Linked DNA regions of Mus musculus: regions 2 and 3 are each linked to region 1. Evidence: chromatin contacts called from public capture Hi-C and promoter capture Hi-C data. All regions are on one chromosome and are shown on one strand. The core of a region is the stretch at or near the end of the contact, and the rest is flanking DNA. Distances in the headings are between cores, read along the strand shown.

Region 1 (3,009 bases), core at 461-2,960:
TGAACTCTGATGATTTTTCTTTCAAAAAAAAAAAAAAAGTTTGAGGAACTGGAGAAATGGCTTAGAGGTTAAGAGCATTGGCTGTTTGTTCTTCCAGAGGACCAGGGTTCAATTCCCAGTATCCACAGGGTGGCTCACTACTGCCTGTGACCCCAGTTCTAGAGAACCTTCTCTGATTCACCCTCTTTTGACCTCTAAGCACACCAGGCCCACAAGTGGTACACAGACTTGTAGGCAGGCAAAATACCCATATACGGAAAATAAAGTTTAAATTTTTAAAAAAATCTTTTAAAAGCTGTTGGCAATTTTTTGTATTTCCCACAGTTTTAAAAATTAAAGATAATAGATTAAAATATTAAAATATGCATACATAAAATAATCAAAATTCAATATTTATATCCAATTGAATTTCATGAAGTTTGCTGGTATATACATATCTATATCTATGTAGATATAGATATAGATATCGAGAGAGAGATTTAGTATATATTAAATAAAAAGGCAAGGGAGTTGGGGTGGACAGATTAGAGGGAGGAAATGGAAAAGAATTAGTGATATATTTTAATTAAAAATAAAGAATAGTAAAGCTTGCTGGTGTGTTTTTGTTTTGTTTTGTTTGTTGTTGTTTTGTTTTGTTTTTCGAGTCAGGGTTTCTCTGTATAGCCCTGGCTGTCCTGGAACTCACTTTGTAGACCAGGCAGACCTGGAACTCAGAAGTCCACCTGCCTCTGCCTCCCGAGTGCTGGGATTAAAGTCGTGCGCCACCACGCCCGGCGCTGGTGTGTTTCGGCGCTGGTATGTTTTTGAATTCTACGTTGCAACTATTCTTTTTCCGTTTGTCCAGTGTGAGTGTAGTAAGCAGAGAGCTCACAACTACTTGAAAAGGCTTCTAAAGTTCTCCTTCTTGCACTTCTACTCAAGCCTGCAGCACAAGACTGGAAGCAGTAGCTACACAACCTAGTTGTCCTTTATTGAAGCACAGGTTCAGGAGATCCACAAAATGCAAAGCGACGCCAACTTTCTACTCCCCCCCCCCCCCCAAGAACGGTTCTTAGTTTTGAAGCGTGTTAACACCTAAAGGATATGAGGCTGATATTTTAGATGTTGCTATACATTCTTTATTCTTTACTTCTAATAAACCAGGAAGAGAACACTCAGAGCCCCAACCATGCCTTCTTCACCTTTCAAAAGATGCATTCCACAGCTTCAACAAATTAGCAGACCTCAGAGCTAGAGGCAAGCGTTGGACTGGCACCTGCTGGACAGTTGGACTCACAACAGCTTGATCATTGCCTGTCAAGTAGCCGAGCCCTACTTGATTCCAAAACTTAAGCAAGATTCTGCCCCTTCCCAGCTTCCACGCACCGCTGCATTTTCTCTGAGCCTGGGGGTTTGTGGCTTAATGTCTTTTCTTTCCTATTTCTAGAAGAACTATTATTGCATGTACATCGTGTTAGTAAAGTTATCTTGTGGAAACTGGGTATTTGTTTTTTTAGTTTAAGTGGTTTCCAGAAGCTGTTGGGAAGTGTTCTTTTGGGGTCCATTTTTTGAGCTTTATGATGTGCACGACAGACCTACAAGAAAAGTGCCCCCAATCTCAGAGAACCCGCCTTGCGGAGCGCTCACCGGGTCCTGATGCCAGCAAGGCCCCCAGCTCGGCCAGCAGCAGCAGCAGCAGTGTGTGCAGCATGGCGCCCAGCATGGCGTCTCCTGGAGTACCTAGACAGTTGTAAAGCCGTTGCGCGGGGCTGTGGGGCACGTGCCAGGGGCCACCGTGGGCCACGTCCTTGGAGCGCCCTAACCCCCTACCCCGCCTCCATCCTCCCCCTCCACCACCTACCCCAGCTCTAACAGAGCCAGGCTGCTTCGCAATGAAACCCGCATGCGCAGTACTGGAGAGGCTGCGAGGGCGCTCAGGTCAAAAAAGTACACACATACGTTTATACTCTTTCTAAGGCTAAACTACGACTGCATTTTAAGATGCGTGGACAAATTTTTCAAGAAAGCCTAAACTGATTTTCTTCCTTGGGGTCTACATTTCCACAGGCACACTGCTCCCATGGACCGCCAGGCTTCCTTCCAACCTGGTTCTCCGTGGCACTTCAGTTAAAATTCATATACCTTCCTTTTTTAGGAGCTTACCAGAATGGTTAATTTATACAGCAATGGCAGATCCTTGACATAAGAACCTACATTTTAGCCTTTGTCCTAGCTGGAATGGCAGCGCCCTAGTCACATGCTTCTTAAGTCAAGAGTCCTGTCAGTAAACTACTTTCTCCTTAGTATTTCTGAGGGCTTGTGGCCTTCAACACCGCCATATTTCTCACTAGGGCTGGTTCACCAGTGTTAGTACACACCCAACTGCTAAAGTACTTGAGTATCCTGAAAAAAAAAAAAAAATGAACAGTCTATCTTTTAATGTGTTTTCCTTAAGTGCAGTCACATTTGCCAAAAGCCCTAACACTGAAATTAAGAAGAACCCAAATAGTTATGTATTTATAAAGAGGACGACAAAACAAGAATTTCAAGTATTTTATTTGTTGTAAATGTTTTTATTTTAATATGTATATATACACAAACAATATTATTTTAAAAAACTAATGAAATTCAGTTAATATACCTATTATTAAACTTCTTTATGAAAGATTATGAAAAAATTTAAATGTTTAAAATTTTAGTGTCAATATCATTCCTTTCAAAGTACAAATTCATTTTAATACAGCTGAGAGAGTAATCCCAGAGACCAGTATAATTCTGTAGTTATCTAAGGAAACCACTGCTTCCTTCCTTTCTCCAGCCTAATGTTTACGAAAATATTAGTCAAAAGAGACAGGACCCAGCACACCTTAGTAAATGTAAACATTCTAGAGGACTTCACATCAAGCTTTGAAATTCAGAGTTTAGAGTTAAAGTGCTCATGAATTCTCAAGTGGTTTGGTAACACCTCAACTGTTGGAAGTATTCTCCCTGCTCCTGTTCGATCGACACCTATCTGCTTGGGTATACTAA
Region 2 (2,848 bases), core at 189-2,688, 2.1 Mb after region 1:
TCTGTTAATCATTATCCATTGTAACACAAACAGCTTCTTTATCCAAGGCTGAGGTCAGCACTAACCTGTGGATATAAATATTCTGAAGACAGTTTGCTGCCATGTCCATTTAGCAAAACAGTAGTAGTAGGTTCTGTGTGTGTTTATGTATATGTGCAGATAGGTAGGTAGGTAGGTAGGTAGGTAGGTAGGTAGATAGATAGATAGATAGATAGATAGATAGATAGATAGATAGATAGAGGCCCCACCCTAAATCTGTAGTATTTATAGGTCTCATTTTTACATCTGTGTACATATGTATGTATACATCCTTGTGCATGCGCACATGCTCAGACACCCTGGCATTCATGTGGAGATCTGCAGGAGTCTGCTTTCTCCTTCCACCATATGACTTTGGACAGCAAGCGCCTCTGACCCCTGACCTGTCTTATCACCTTCAATTTTTTGAAGCAGAGCATCTCTTTGACTTCACGTCCATCCCAGCCTTCACGAACCCTTTAAACTTGACCCACTTATTCCTGACTAGTACTTCCCAACTGCAGCTCCACAGCCAGCTTCTCATTAGGCTCACTCTGTAACAGCCTTCTGGGCCCTTTCAGGTTTTGGGGTTTTTTTCACTGTGGTGACAGCAGTATATGAAGAGGCATTTACCTTCAATATCATTACTCCTAAAGTCTGGGAATGGAGAGAGAGCACTTACTGCTCTTATAGAGGTTCAGAACCCAGCACCCATCTATCCACTCATCAGTTCCAGAGAGTTCTATGCCCTCCTCTGACCTCTGTGGCAGTTCACAGACTTAACGTTCAGGGGAAACACCCACACAACAAAAATATAAATAAAAATATTTAAATTAAAAGGGGGCTGGAGAGATGGATCAGTAGTCAAGTGCACCTGTTGCTCTTGCAAAGGACCAGAATTCTGTCCCCAGCACACATGATGGCTCACAACCATCAGGTCGAGATCCAAAACTCTCCTGGCCATGGCACCACAGATACGACGGTGCATGCACATACATACATGAGGACAAAACAAATCAACGCACATAAAATAAATATTTTAAAAAAGAAATAATAGCTGGGCAGTGGTGGCACACGCCTTTAGACCCAGCACTTGGGATTTCAAGGCCACCCTGATCTAGAGAATGAGTTCCAGGACAGCCAGGACACAGAGAAGCCCTGTCTCGAAAGAAATTTAAAAATGGGAAGGAGAGGGGAGGGAAGGGAAAGGAAAAGAAGAAAGGAAAAAGGAAAGGAACGGAACGGATGAATGAAAGTTACTTTAATGTCTTGGTTTATACCGGCCCGCCCAGCCCTTGAACTCCCTAGGAGGCTTTCAGTCCGGGTAACCTCCGCCTTCCCCAAGATGGCGCCCGCCTGGGTGGCCAACCTCCGCTGGGGAAGTGGCTGGATGGTGAGCGGCGATTGGACCTCTCAGGAAGGGGGCGGGACCGGAAGGTGGGCTCGGTGAGTCGCGGGTCCTCCGGGCATCCTCTTGGGAATGTTGAGAGGTGGCAGCATGACGGCGGAGCTGGGAGTCGGGTTCGCGCTGCGGGCCGTGAACGAGCGAGTCCAGCAGAGTGTGGCGCGGCGGCCGCGGGTGAGGACCGGCGGAAGGGCACTGGGGAGGGCTGGAAGGGGGACACCTACGTGGGACGAGGTGTCACGGTGACGCAGAAGGGGCTCCCGGAGGGGCGGGGGCTGCAGAGGGGATCGCTGGGTTTCCATGGCGGTCGGTCTGGCCTTGAGGATCGGGACTTGCCGGGAGGTTGGCTTGGTTGGAGAAAGGTGTTCATTTAGGGCAAGTGACTCGTATCCAGGCGTCTCGCCATTCGTCATTGCCCTCGGTACCACCACGCCATTCGTCACCACGGTACTAGAGCCCTGGGAGGGCCGTGTCCACCCGCGATCACGTGCGTTGCGGCGGCCGCGAGCCGTGGTCTAGCTGCGCGTGAACTTGACACACACAGAGCGGGCGGGAGCTGTCAGGTGCCCTGTCACAAGCGTTTGTTATTTTCGTATGGTTGTTATGTCCCCCATTGGACTTCTAGACCGGTGCCAGTATCTGCTTTTCTCCATGCAAATTAAGCTACGTTATGTGAAGTGAGACAGAAAAAAAAAAAAAATCAAACACCTTTCCTTTCTGATCTAGTGTTCATGGTCTGAGATTTCAAAATGATGCCTGAAAACCGAAGGCTGAATTAACATAGTCTTCTCTTACCTGATGTCTGGGCATGTCCAGTTAACTACTCTAGCCCTAGCTAGGGTTCCTCACAGGGGAAGGAAATTAAGAGAGCCTTGGGAGTTCCTACCACCTTCCTGGTACCGGAGTTCTCGGGATTTCCCTAATGCAGCCCGCCTCGGGAGTTAGGCCTGCTTGACCGATTTGTCTCTGGAAGCCTCCAGTTAGTTCATCATCACACTAGGAATTAGACACAGTCAGTCCCTCAGAAGGAGGCAGCAGGAGACCGTGTGGTAATTGATGTGACGTCTCCAAGTCCTTGAGAGCACTGTGGTTCTGTGACAGTCTCAGAAACGGTGGGGTAGACGTAAGGAAAGCAGGGAAACCCTTCATTTTATGTAATGGATGTGAGGAGACTTTGCGTGAATCTAATCCTGAACACTGAGTTGTGGGTGTCTCGTTGTCAACTCTGCTGACTGTTGGTTGATTCATAGACTGAACAAGGCAGTGTATGTCTTTATCTCAATTGAGCCTCTTCCAGGGTGAGTGGAAGCGTTATTAATAATTACATCAGGACCAAAATGAGTTTCTAAACTATTTACCTTCGTGTATCAGAAGCCAGAAGTGACCTCCCTGCTAAACAGGATGTTGCCTTCCCTTCATGAAGGA
Region 3 (3,066 bases), core at 439-2,938, 2.3 Mb after region 1:
GCACCACAAGAGAAACCCAGGGATGGCCTTCTTCGGTCATGCAGACTGTGGAGAAATTTCAAAGGGAGCTCTGTATACCCCGCCGGGGCAGCCCACAAACCACAAGTCTGGCCCGTGTTTCTTGGTGATTTTCTAAAGCAGCCCGTGAAAGTTTACTTTTTTTTTTCCCCCTCCCCTCCCCTCTTTGTTGATTCATTCTTTACAGAAGACAGGGAGCTGTTAGTGACTGTGTTTCAAAACAAAACTAACACAACCACCAACAAAACCCACAGCTAAGTCAAGGCCCATATTTGTCACCCCTGCACTGGGTGGGGGTGAGGTGGAGGCAGGAGGATCAGTTTTAGGCAAGCCTGGTGCAGAGTGAGTTTCAGGTGATCCAGAGATGTAAGCAAGATAACCTCTCAAAGCCAAAACCAAAACAAAACAAACAAAAACAAAAAACAAAAACAAAAAAACCCCACAAACAAAACAGACAACAACAAAGCCAGCTGAAACTGTTTCATTTGAGTTTTAAAGGTTAAGATTTACATACAAAATGAATTAGGCATTTCATGATGTCAAGGCCTGATTTCTATATATGAAGGTCTCTGTCTGTCTCTGTCTCTCTCTGCATGTCTCTTCTTTGTCACCTTTTCTTGCCCTCTAGTATCAAGCACCCCTTGGCTGGCCTTGAACTTTCTATGTAGCTGAGAGTGCCCTTGACCATCTGATCATCCACCTCTCAGGGCTGAGAGCTCAGGCATGTGCCATGCCTGGTTTATTTGATAGGGAATTATGCAAGCCAGGGTGTGTGTGTGTGTGTGTGTGTGTGTTGGTCCAGTGGTTAAGAGCACAAACTGCTCTTGGAGAGAACTCATTCAGTTCTCAGCATTTTTGTCAGGCAGCTTAAAACCACGTGTAAATCCAGCTCTGGAGAGAAATCAATGCCTCCTGGCTACCGTCTCAAACACTTGCATGAATGTACACATGTATACTCTCTTTCTCTCTTTCTCTCATACACATACATACAATTAAAAAAAACGCAAACAGAACAAAACAAACACACAAACAGAAACCTATGAAGGGAGGAGAGAGAAGCAAGGTGGTGCCTCCAGTCCTCGGGAGGTGGAGGCAGGACCAGAATCTGCCCAAGATCATTTGCAGCTATTTTGTGAGTTCAAGGCTAGTCTAATTTACATGGGACTGTAAACAAAACAAAAGAACACCGGAGAGAACTGGGAGGAACTAGAGGGGATGAAGAAGCAGATTAAAAAAAAAAAAAAAAAAAAAAAAAAAAAAAAAAAGGATTGGGTGAGAAGGAAGAAAACTTGATTCCTCTCAAAAGTCCCCGACAGGTATGAGGTGACTCGGGTTGTTCACTGATCTTCTCTGCTCTGGGCAGTTCCCTTAATAAACGAAAGCCTTTCCAGCAGCAGAGACGTGAGCTATTCTTCAACCCTCCACTAGGGACACTGCCCACGTACAGCCAGTTGAAACGTAGAAAATCTTAAACCCTGAAATGACTGCCTCCTACCTTTGTAGGCCAGGAACAACTTGCTGGGATAGCCATCTTGCCTGTAGATCTTTAGTAAGCTGCCTTCTAGCTTCTGGGCTGTGGGTACATCCCTGAACACAGAAAGACTGGTCATAGTTGAGCACGTGCGGTGCCAATAATTTCAGGCCTCTTTCTTCCAGAACCTTGGCAGCGCTGATGCACGAGGCTATGGGGCAGTGAGTTGTCAGAGCAACAGAACCTCAGGACTCCCAGTCTCCAGGGTAGCAATGTTCAGGACGTACAGGAACATTCCATGGCCCTGGAGGAAAAGTGCCCAGGGAGAGCAAGCAACAGGGAAGAGTAAACAAACACATGGGATTCCCAGGCACTTCCTCCCAACTCATTGCTGGCTATAGCTCCCGAGCAATTCACCTGAAATAACAAGTCAGTCTCTAGAAAGCAGGACAAAGCTGTCAGCCAGTGAGCTAGACAGGGCTGCCCCAACAGAAGCAAACACCCTACGGCACACAGCAGCGTCAATCAAGAGCTCAAGTCACACTCTGATGCAAGTGTTCTCTTTTTTTTTTCTTCCATTTTGTTTTCATTTTTTTTTTTTTTTTTTAGGGAGCAAACGCCGAGTTTATCAAGAAACAGTTTTTAATATACATTTAAGGTGGGTGTGAAGGGAGGGCAGGCAGCAGGGACTGCAGAGACGGGATTGGTCAATGTATTAGGACCAGGTGACCGTTTTAATATTCGGATTTAAATGGACCATTTGTATCATCCACTCCAAAGCTCAACGGGGAACAGCATAGAAGTTAGGGAAAGAATGTAAGAGCTAGAGGAAGGGACAGGGACAGTTGAGATGAGAGGACAGGCGTGACATGGTCATTGCGCTCTCAAACTCCCAACAACCGTAATTACCTGCACAAGATAGGACTTTATGCTGGTCTGTTTTTCGTCAAGTTGAGGAAAATGCTTGAGAAAAGGCCTCCATGAGGCCAGCCCGTAATTAGGTCTGTAAGCAGGGCTGTGTGGCATTGTCTTGATAATGATTGATGTGGGAGGGGGCAACCCACTTTTGGAGGTGCCGTTACTGGGCCAGTGGCCCTGGATTGTGTAAGAAAGCAGAACTTTGGGGCTGGCGAGGTGGCTCCGAGGGTAAGGCCACTGACTGCTCTTCTGAAGGTCCTGAGTTCAAATCCCAGTAACAAACATGGTGGCTCCCAACCATCCATAATGAGATCTGACGCCCTCTTCTGAGGTGTCTGAAGACAGCTACAGTGTACTTAGATATAGTAATAAATAAATCTTTGGGCCGGAGTGGGCAGAGGTACTGAGTTCAATTCCCAAAAACAACATGACGGCTCACAACCATCTGTACAGCTACAGTGTACTCATATACATAAAGTAAGTAAATAAATTAATCTTTAAAAGCAAGCAAGCTTTTTGTTTTCTTCAGTTCCTGCCTTCGGGTTTCTGCCTTGCTTGAGCTTCAGTGATGGACTGTGATCTGGATATGTGCCCCCAAAACCCCCTTTCCTCCCCAAGTTCCTTTTGCTCATGGTCTTTCTCACAGCAATAGGCCACTA

What was found. Promoter capture Hi-C pulls out the DNA fragments that hold promoters and counts their contacts. Capture Hi-C pulls out chosen DNA fragments and counts their contacts.
Region 2: a contact with region 1 is called in a capture Hi-C map of macrophages, with 8 times the contacts expected there. The contact joins the promoter of Plpbp here to the promoter of Adam32 in region 1. A contact is called at or near these places in 2 of 39 promoter capture datasets (liver and stem cell-derived epiblast-like cells) and 1 of 9 other capture datasets (macrophages).
Region 3: a promoter capture Hi-C map of liver shows a contact between it and region 1, with 2.3 times the contacts expected there. The contact joins the promoter of Got1l1 here to the promoter of Adam32 in region 1. A contact is called at or near these places in 2 of 39 promoter capture datasets (liver and pre-B cells).

The regions. Positions count from the first base shown.
Region 1 is chr8:24,947,094-24,950,102 of GRCm38.p6, forward strand. Adam32 (a disintegrin and metallopeptidase domain 32) reads right to left here and starts at 1,711. Exons shown (of 22, transcript NM_153397.2): 1 at 1,627-1,711. The coding sequence starts at 1,702. It overlaps Adam9 (a disintegrin and metallopeptidase domain 9 (meltrin gamma)), which reads right to left. Exons shown (of 22, transcript NM_001270996.1): 22 at 2,518-3,009.
Region 2 is chr8:27,041,117-27,043,964 of GRCm38.p6, forward strand. Plpbp (pyridoxal phosphate binding protein) reads left to right here and starts at 1,439. Exons shown (of 8, transcript NM_054057.4): 1 at 1,439-1,597. The coding sequence starts at 1,499.
Region 3 is chr8:27,200,859-27,203,924 of GRCm38.p6, forward strand. Got1l1 (glutamic-oxaloacetic transaminase 1-like 1) reads right to left here and starts at 1,689. Exons shown (of 9, transcript NM_029674.1): 1 at 1,514-1,689; 2 at 1-45. The coding sequence starts at 1,628.